Regions from separate parts of the Capsicum annuum genome. Here region 1 is linked to region 2. Evidence: chromatin contacts called from public Hi-C data. All regions are on one chromosome and are shown on one strand. Each heading gives the region's core, a stretch centred on a gene start, on an enhancer-like site or on the middle of the called end of the contact. The rest is flanking DNA. Distances are from core to core; before and after follow the strand shown. Region 1 has its middle 47 kb from the start of LOC107850892. Region 2 holds the start of LOC107850892 (transcription factor SRM1).

The links. Hi-C and Micro-C count contacts between places; a contact is called where the count stands out from the background.
Region 1: a contact with region 2 is called in a Hi-C map of placenta, with 1.9 times the contacts expected there. The contact joins the enhancer-like site here to the promoter of LOC107850892 in region 2. A contact is called at or near these places in 2 of 5 Hi-C or Micro-C datasets (leaf and placenta).

Annotation. Positions count from the first base shown.
Region 1 is chr12:23,172,550-23,177,807 of UCD10Xv1.1, forward strand. No RefSeq gene overlaps it. Among protein-coding and RNA genes, the nearest start is that of LOC107850892, 47 kb to the left of the region's middle. Within about 2 kb of position 2,297, at least 2 of the 5 cell types and tissues checked have an H3K27ac peak or open chromatin away from gene starts, as enhancers often do.
Region 2 is chr12:23,125,344-23,131,052 of UCD10Xv1.1, forward strand. It overlaps LOC107850892 (transcription factor SRM1), which reads right to left and starts at 3,054. Exons shown (of 2, transcript XM_016695694.2): 1 at 2,220-3,054; 2 at 157-663. The coding sequence starts at 2,632. The coding sequence ends at 408.

The DNA of each region.
Region 1 (5,258 bases), core at 1,047-3,546, 46 kb after region 2:
GAATGAGAAAATTCATAGAGATTGTAACACTCACTTATTGAAATCAATAAAATGATTTTTGCAATATTTTTCTTATCTCGATTACTTATCTTTCGGTTTGAAATTTTACTGTCCAACAAATTCTGGCACCAATCAAATTTAAGTGACATGACGCATTTTATGGGTTTTTGATTTCACTGGATCTGCTGCATCATTTTGACACGTAACATAGTTTTATTGACTCCTTCACTTGACTTGGCATGCCACGTCATTCGACTTATGGCGCTCCTTTGGGCCTCTAGAATATGATAGTATCTTGGGTTTAATAAAGTGGGCTCATCATTTGTAGCTCAAATTAATGGACTGGCCCAATAAAGATTGGACTTTATTTAAATCCATACATGTTTTGGCTTAAATAACTAATTCAATTATATAATCCACAATATTTATTTGAAACTAATATATTTTGAATTTAATATAATTCAAATTTCATACGAATTTAAATTTAATAAAATTTCATCACCCATAGTTACATTTAGAGCTCCATTATTTTACTTAGGGGGGAAAAAGAATATTTAACTTGGAATATTTACTAATAAAAATAATATGAAATTTGAAGTTTGAAATGAAGAGTTGTTTGTTAGTTACATGCTTGCTTGTACAAATTGATAAGCACATCTAAACTCCCCAATAATTGAACAAAAATTTAAAAATAATTTGTGACAAAGAAAACACATTTTCAAATGGTTAGCTAGCTAAGTGTTGAACTAATGATGGCTTAGAGAGAGAAGATAACAAATGTGACAATTGACATTCCCTAATTTGAAGGAAGTTTGGAGCAGCCTTTAATTAAAATATGACCAAGAATAAAGGTTGCCAATTTCTATACTACACTAAATTGGGATTTAATAAAAGGAAAGTCCCATCCTATAAATCAATGAGAATCTGTCAAAAAAAAAAATGGTTTTGGTTTTTGGGTGTTTGGCATTCACTTCACGATTTGATTGATTCAAATTTATGTCTAAAACTTCTACTTTGAGAGCAAAGCGCTTTTTATAAAAGGCAATTATACAAATTCGTATTTAGAAATCTCACTTTAAAGGTAAATCGTTCTCTATTAAAAATGACTTTATTTTAAGATTGCTTCTCTATTGCAATATTTTGTGGACCTTGTAATATTTTATTAAAGCTATTAGATTTTGGTAAGATTGGCATTCTCTTGCACACTTGAATGATGATCTTGGACATATTAAAACTAATTAAGTGGAAGCTTAATTAGATATTTAATTGATACTTACAATACATGACCTAAACTTATTAAAGCATTGTTGTTACAATGTTTGTAGACTTCCATTGGTTGATCATGACAGCTGTAGTTGTCCCAATAGGACAAAGTGATAAAAAAAATTGGGAATACTTGCGCTGTCAAGTGTTTGATGTGACAAAAATTTAATAATGATATGAGTTCATGGTCGCGGTTAATGTCGATGAATTGAGTCGAGAATCAAAAAGTCTTAAATAGAGATGAAAATATTATATATTTTTTTCAGTTAATTCAAACATCACGATCATTAAATATATATTATAATCATGCATAGAAGCACCATATAATTCTATTTCTAAATTATAATTGGTGCCGATACAAAATTTTGGGATATTTTCTACTGAAAATATGAAGGGGCTTTTGGACCTAAGAAAATAAATTGTATCCAGTAACAAATAGATAGGGGATGAGTAAACAACGGAGTTGATATACAACAAAATATACAAAGATTACATGATTGTACTAATCAGTTTTAGATTGAAAACTAATGATTGGTTGAGCACACTTATATTTAATCTGTCTTTGCTAAACTAAAAATTTATCTGCACTCGATATTCATATCGAATTCACTTAAAATTACATTTACTAAGAATAACTTGCCTGATTTGATACAATTATAAAATGCAGATAAGTATTTATCGATCATATAATATTCCAAAACTTATGCTAGATTATGTGATAAAATTGGACGAAACATAAGGTAGATTCGTAATAGAAAGTCTGCCAATTGATGGAAAATTCTATTTATTCCTTTGTTCCTCATAGATGTGGTATAAAAGATCTACATTATTATAAGTAGATTTTATGAGATATCAAATATTGCCTTTTATACCAAATCTAGCACTGTTTTCTTTTGTGGTTCGTAAAATTATGATGCTTAATTGTTTTCCAAAAAAGGAAAGTTATCTGAACCTATATTGTATTCCATGTGTCATCTACCTTATCTGCCAAAAAATTAAAATTTTATCATTTTTGCATTAAATTTTTGTGTTGTTTCCCTTACTTTTTGTTGGTATATTATTTACATTTTATTATCAAGAGGATGACCATGATGTCGGTCTCTTATACTTTATAATTAAAGATAATACTAGCATTATCTCAAGTAAATAGGGCTCCTATCTACACATATAATAAAGCAAAGAAGTTAACCTAAAATTAAGGCAAGTGGCATATTGAGAACTAGCCACTTGGTATTTTGACAACAAAATTTATTTTGGTAATTATTTTGGTGAATAACCAATTAGTAATCAAGCAACTTATATGAAAAAAATTACTAAAACCAAAAAGTCATTTCAAAATAAAAAACATTTCAATAGAGATATCATTCCTTAAAATACGAGAACAATTAATTTAAACAACATATATAATAATATTATAAAAAGTAAATATTTATGCTTTACTACAATTGAGTAAATCAAGAAAATATTACAAAAAATCAATTAGTAAATAGTAATCATGGAACTTATATGAATAAGAGAAATAAAAAAAATATTATGATCCCTCAAAAATTATACGCAATCAATTTAAATAATAATATTATTTAAAAATATTTATGAGTTCACTACAATTTAGAAAATCAAGAAAGTATTACAAATGAATCAATTAGAGAATAACTAATTAATAATTAAGTAACTTATATGAAAAAGGTTATTAAGACAAATGAGTCCTTCCAAAATTAAAAATATTATGAAAAAGATGTCATCACTCAAAATGTGTATATAATTAATTTAAATAACAATATTATATAAAAAAGAACATTTATGATTTGATTGGAATTGACTAAATCAATAAAGTATGAAGAAATATCAATTAAGAGAATAACCAATTAGTAATCAAACAACTTATATGAAAAAAATATAATAATCAAAGAATTATTCCAAAATTAAAAATATTATGAAAAAAATGTGATCACTCAAATGGTAACTTTAGACTAAAAAATGGAAGAAATTTATTTCAATATATTTCAAGTAATTTTATTTAAAAAATATGCATTCATATTTATTGGAAGAATTTTCATTCGATATATATTAAGTAATCTATATTTAAAACAATATGCATTCATATTTAATGAAAGGATTTTCATAATTAAGAATAACTATCAATGAGTAATTACACTATCATTCTATATTAGGGAATGAATAAATGATAGTCTTGAATTTAAAAGGAGGGTAGATTGAAAATAAATAATTATTAAAAAAATTAAAATGAATATTACTACATAGAAAAGATTGCATAATGTTTATCGAAAATAACTACAAAAATTGCATAGTCCTAATTAATATTCGAAGTCAAATAAAATTTTACCTTACAAAGTTATTCTTTAATTGACCAATTATATAACCTTATATATGTCTGTAAGAATAATTTCGGATTTTAAAATAATAAAATTTGAAAAAGATACTTCGTTTTGATGAACAAAAATGAATTAAAAGGGATTAAATTATCTTATATAAAACTTTAAACGTGCAAATCAATAAAATGAATTAGGAATAAATATTTCTTAATAATAAAAATATCAATAAAAATTTATAATAATTTTTATATGATGAAATGTAAGTGTGAGTTACTAATAAATTAGAATATATGCAATCGAAGTATTACCATAAAATGAATACTTATATGACAAAAAAGTATTTATGATTTCATTCAATGGAAGTCAATTAAGGATGCATGACAAAATTGATTGAGAAATATAAATAGAAAAGGAATAATCAATTAACAATTATATATATATATATATATATATATATATATATGTGTGTGTGTGTGTGTGTGTGTGTGTGTGTGTGTGTGTGTGTGATCTATAATCTATAATATATTAAAAGTGTGAAGGCCCTTAAAAAAGTGAATTGAATTTTTTGCACTTCATTAAAACAGTCCGCTTTAGACAAAATCGTCTTTTACCCTCTTCCCAACAATTAAATTCTACAAAATAATATAATAAAATTTTCCTAAATTTGCCTTTACCCAAATTTTTCTTTACCTGTTTTTGTATTTTAACCAAATTTAGCTTTTCACCATAGTAAAATTTTTCTTACTAAAATTTTCTTAAATTTTCGTAATTTTTCTATACCCAAATTTTTGTTTACCTGTTTTCTGTATTTTAACCAAATATAAAATTTTCCTAATTAAAATTTTTCTTTACCCATTTTATGTTTTTTTTAATCCTATTTGATTCCTACTTGGTTTCTTTCAACCACGACTTTTTCTATCCTTTTATATAAACGTTTGAGATTTTTTTTTAATTGTTCATTGTTGTAAACAGCTGTGATCTTTCACTGTTTTTCGTCTCAGCACAGTTTATTGTTTTTCATCTCAGCACATTTCAACAATTTCAGATTTTTGATCGTTATATTTTCTCTCCCCTTTTACGTTGTTAATTTAAACACAATATTAATTGTTATGCCAACTTAATTTAGCTTAGCTTAATATGTCATTTTAGTTCAACATTTTTTATTTTCTACTTCTCATAGCATACCTCAACATATTCCGTTCTATGTGTCATTTTAGTAGAATATATTATACTTTTTGTTGCTCATAACTAACTTCTTTATCTACCAACTACCAACAAGATCACCCAGACAAGAATTAGTTGGATCAAAATTGAAACTTTGTGATCACTATTATATTATTTTTTTTATAGTTATCAGGTCGTAGATGAATGCCGATAATTGGCTTTGAAGAATTTGTTGTGTAAAGGTTAGATTTAATTGTATTGTTTTGATATCTTTATTATCTTATTATTTTATTTTAATTTACAGATGCTACATGAATGCGAGTCGTCTTTGAATTTTTTTTTAGGTAAAGGTTAGGGTTAATTGTATTATCATAATATTTTTATTAGTTTGTTATTTTGTGGTAGTTTACAGTTCGTAGATGAATCTTGATCGACTTTGAGAAATTTTTGTGTGTAAAATTTAAGTTTAATTGTATTGTTTTGATATCACTTTTATCG
Region 2 (5,709 bases), core at 1,804-4,303:
CAGAATACTCCAAAACGTCTCTGCCAAAAGTCTATTCTGAGAGAAAAATAACATCAAGGGTTTCTGATACGAGTTAGTCATATTTCTACTGCAATGAAACAATTTCCCACTTCATGCAATATTTTAACAGAAAAGGGGAAAGAAAACATCAGGAAGTTCTAGAAACAAAATGCCAATGATTTCCCTTAACTCAGTTTATTTACATGTAAACCTCCATGTTTTGTTCAACTATGGCATCCATAAGTACACCCATTTAGCTAACAGCAGTAACTGAAACTATTGACTAAGCTTCTATTCACTAGGTAATCCCCTAAATCGACTTTAAGCTAGAAACAATAAACTTTACAAGTTGGAACATCGACTCCACGAGACCATACTATATACGGATATTCCTACTCTTCATGTCTCTACATGGGGAAGTTGAAATTCTGATACGCTCCTTGATTCTGAAGACTGTTTTGAGGAGGCACCATCTTCGTATCCACTGCGGTGGTAATGTCATGTATGCTCGATCTTTTCCGTTCTTTCTTCATTGACTGCTGCCTAAGGTAGTATTTTTGAGCATGACTGGCCACCTGTGTCGGTGTCCTCGTCACCACTACATTTCTTGAAATGCTTCTCCAGTCACCCTTCCCGTATTTGTCCAGCCCAATAAGGAATAACCTATGGCAAAAAAGACATGGTCTTCTAAGTCACCATCAAATCCAAACAAATAGCAATTCCAATTATCCCCTAAAGTCAACACATATATCGGACAATATAATTAGATCTATTAGTATTATATTACTCATGTGTGACAAATGTCATCTAACACCATGAAGAAGAATTCAACGAAGTTTTCATAATTGACAACAACCTCATTAGCCGTACCACGGGGTAGACTCAAATCAACTTCTAACTTCATTCAAAAAGGTTAGAAATAAACAATGAGAACTTGTCAATGCTTATCATAAACACTCACTTAATTTATTCATTAGGATGCTAAATGTCTCCATCTGTGAAAGAAAGAGTCCTCGCCAGGACCCAAATCCCCTGTTTTTCTCAATGGCATTCAATTTGAAGTCCTTTATGGAAAAGATTGCTACAGGATACACAAAATGGACACCACAATAATTAATCCACCTTAATTTCAAGCAAGTTGGATTGAAAGACTCACAATACATTTCATCCTATATGGGATCAGTTCATAAGGGTGCATTGCACAACTCAACACAACAGCTCCTACTAATACAGTCCTCACTATCCATTTTACCATTTGAACAGTTTGCAAAGGAGTCGACTGGTAGGATGTATTAGAGAATCTAACACATGTATTTATCATGATACTATTTAATTTTTTGTTTGCTAGGATTTTCAGCCTATGTAGGACTAATACATGCTATTTAGAATTTAGTAGTATCGCGTGTATATCTAATACATAGCAAACCATGATATTAGCAATACATGGACTATTAATACATGGATAAGCATGGTTAAGGAAAGAATTGCCCTTGATACACCAAACTAAACTGTGGATAAGAAATGATCCCACCATAACTGATATTCGCGCCCTCATCATTTTCTTTGGTCCTAGTCCTAGTCCTACACCAAAAATAGATGTTTCATTTTACTTGTCCATTTCAGCAAATCAATAGAATTTTATTACTTTTCCCCCATACTACCCTTAGTATTAATAGCAACATAAAGTAAACAGTCAAATTTTGAGTTCCAAAGCATCACTAAAAGGTTGAGTTAGTAAAATATACCTCTAATAAAACCGAGGGAGCACTAGCATTACTAATACACCCTGTTAAGTATTATTCTTATACAATGTACTCACTTCATTTCAAAATAGTTGGTCCTTTCTAAAGATATTTGTTTCAATTTAGTTGTCCATATATGCAATCAAGATAATTTTATTATGCTCTTCCAATACTACTCCTATCACTAAATGACTATACAAAATGTATATACTCGAATTTATATTTTCAAAGAATAATTAATAAGGTTAATTCGGTAAAATAAACCCCTAATAAATATCTTTTCAGGGGTAATGCCAAGCCACAAGGGGCCAACTATGCAATTGAGCCTATATCAAGAACCAAATTACCAAGAAACAATTCAAGAAAACAACAAAAATTAAAATTGCAATCTCATATAATTCAAATCCACATACAAAAAAAACCTTTTCCAATCACAACAAAGTAATCAAGAAAATCAGAATTTAGAATCAAACCTACCTGTGTTCTTCTTCAGTCCATGGAGTCCCTTTCTTCCTCTCAACTTCTTGCTTCTTACTGGCTCCACCACCAAAGGAGATCTGACTCAATTTACCTCCATCCAATTCATCCCAATCACCACCAAATCCTCCATCATCATCAGGATAACTCGGTGGTTCAACTCTTCCAGAATCAATCTCAAATACATCATGAACAAGTGTATCATAGTGCATCATCACATCTTCTACTGTTCTTCCAGGTACATGATTTGCTATTTTCTGCCAACGTTCAACGTCGTTCTCAGAATACAGTACTAGGGCTTGCTCGAATTGCTTGTCTTCGAATCGTGTCCATGTTGAATTTGATTGAATCATAGCCGTTGAATTGTTGGCCGCGTCGCCGATCATCCACCGATTGTTCGTTGTGTACATCATCGTTGATTTGGTTTTTTTTTTTTTTTGGTTTGAATGTAAAATAAAGAGAGGGTTTTTGGTGAGGAATTTAAGGAGGTGTTCTGGTAAAATGACTCTATCCACATTGTATATATATAGGGGAAGAAGTGAATATTTTTTGCTTTTATTTTTTATTTGAACCTTTTTTTTTTGGAAATTTTATAATTGATTCACGTCAAATTATCTGTAGTTGTTTCTATATATTTTGAACAAAATTTGTAATTCATTTTGCTTAAATTATCTGCTGTGTTTCTTCTTTTTATAGGTTTTTAGAAAAACATTTATTAGAAGAGATTTTTAATTATTTACTCTTTTAATGATATTTGAATAATTATAGTATCAATCATAATTAAGGTTTTTATTTTTTTAAAAAAATATTCCATCTATTACAAATTATGTGTCACAAATTGGGAGAATCAATTGAATTTATTTATAAGGAATTTCTTTGTATATATTCAAAATGGACATTTTTAATTTCTTTGTATAGATTAATTAAATGGGCGTATCCAATTTTTCTATGTACATATTTTTATATAATATATGTTTATATAATTTTTAAATTCATCAATTTTATTTTAAAAAGTTAAAGCTTCCATATCTAAATTTACTGTTAAAGTTCGAAGCTTAAATCTCTAAATTCTAATTGTGTCATATAAGTTAAAATGGAAAATAATTATTAAATATAAAATAAAAAACAATTATTTTAGAAGTGTTAGGCAAATAGGAGATCTCTAATTATTTTATTTTAATATTTTATAATAATAAACAATTTAATATAAATTTGGAATTTTAGAAGTGTTAGGCAAATAGGAGTTATGTCGTTATTGGTGTGTCAAATAAGGTTAAAACTTTATTGGTGGGGTAAGGGAGGCAAATGTGCAGAGGAAATTAAAGTTTATTTGAGATTTGAGTATACAATTTTGTCACGTTTTTTACTATATTTGGGGTGCCCACAACTGGGAGTGACATTAAAAAAAAAGCCTAATCAGGAAATTCTAAAATATATTCCTTGTTTTTCAATTTTTGCGGTATCGTGTAATTTGTAAGTTTAAAAAAATAAAAAATTTAAAGTTTATGATGTAAAATACTCTTTAAACATTTACATAGCAGAAAATATTTCTTTTATTATTATAATATTCAAATCAATTTTTATTATACCTCAACTATTTTGATCAACAATAAATATTAGGTCACTTTATCTAACAAGACTAAAACAAATTAAAAGAATCGCCTAGTGGAAAAGAGATTCAGCAACTTATATATACATTTTAAAAATGATCTATAAATATGATATAAGTTTTCAATTTTATTTAACCTTCTTCATTATATATAATTACGCCACTTATTTAGTGTTTGGACATAGATTTTCAAATATTTTTGATAAATCATTTTTGGATCAAATTTTAGGTGAAGTTTCACCTTGTATTTGGTCATTGTCTTTAGTAAAAATATTTGGCTTTTTTTAAGAAATATGACTTATACTCATAGTTTCTAAAAACTATTAAAATTATACATAATTTTATATTATCATTTTATAATGAACATGTTTCAAAATCAAACTCATAAGTTATAAGCTCCAACTTTCTTATAAATAATTTCACGCATAAGTGTAGGAGCTATCAAAGTTTTCTCAACTCACAAAGGAGCATTCAATTTTTCTATGTACATTTCTTTTAACAAGTGCTATTCAACAATACTATTACATACTCAAGTCAAATAGCAAAGTTTATTAATGAAATTGGTTGGTAAAATAGATATTAATTGAGATTAATAAATGATGGGGTATTTTATAAAATATAAAAGTTTGGAGTAAAGTTTAAATTTTTAAAAGTTTCTTTTTTTTTTTCGTTTAAGATTTTTTAAAAGTTTCAAATAATAGAATTTGGCTAAAAACTAATTTTTTTTTCCTAGTATTTAAGAATTTGAATTATTTGCTAAAAATTATTTGCAAATACTAATAAATTAGGAAAAAATATATAAAGTAGCATACTTAAGTATTAAATTATAAAAAAATAGCAACACTTTTATCAAATTACATTTTGTAGCATATGTATTTGTATGTGTTTGTATTTTTGTAGCAACAGTCTGCAAAAATACAATATACATATCGATCATAAGGGCAGTAAAAATCATATGTATTTGTATTTTTGTAGCAACAGTTTGCAAAAATACAAAATACAACCTGTTATATTATGTAATTATGAAACTGTTGTTATGAAACTCATAATTAAGGGAATAAGTATAATATTTCTGAATTTTACCCAATAAATTATATGACCATATACTTTTAGTTAATTTTTTTTTTCTAAATATTACTTGAGATACCTGTAACCAAACGGATCCTTAGTACTAGCTTTCCATATATTTCATTATGTAAGTAGTTCATAGAAATTAAAGAATATACAACTAAGATATATGTAGTGTGATTAGAAATGTTGTAAACTCATAGTAGTAATTAAAGGAATCTTGAATATTCGGACAAATTTACAGATTATACCATTCTTATTATACACAATTATACACATATTATGTATAATTATACATATAATAAATATTTAACTACCACATTAAGTTTAATCAATTGAAATGATGACCATTTGAATTGCTTTAATCAATTGAAACGATGACCATTTGAATTGCTATATTTTATACCTTTTGAATTGTATTTTGATTAATATATTTTCGTTTCAACAGGGGATTTATGCATACACTTGTTCTTGTTTTCTGAAAACAAACAAAACGCTGCAGACAAGTGGTTGAAACCATCGTCATCCGAACTAAATTTGTCACTATATAAGTTCACGATACGTATTATTCGATTTGAGTCAAGGTTCCCTCAAATTTTATCTTTCTGATTATGTCATATCAAGCCTCAAAAATGTGCATCATAAAATTGAACTATGTTAAAATATTTTACTTTTCTCTTCCATTTTAGTATGAAATTCGCTTAAAATGTCATATACAAATTATCTGCAGAAGTCTATCAACCTAAAAAATCTATTAATCCTACTTGACCCGCCCTCATCAATCAAGTCCTTTGTTCTAAAAACTACACAAAT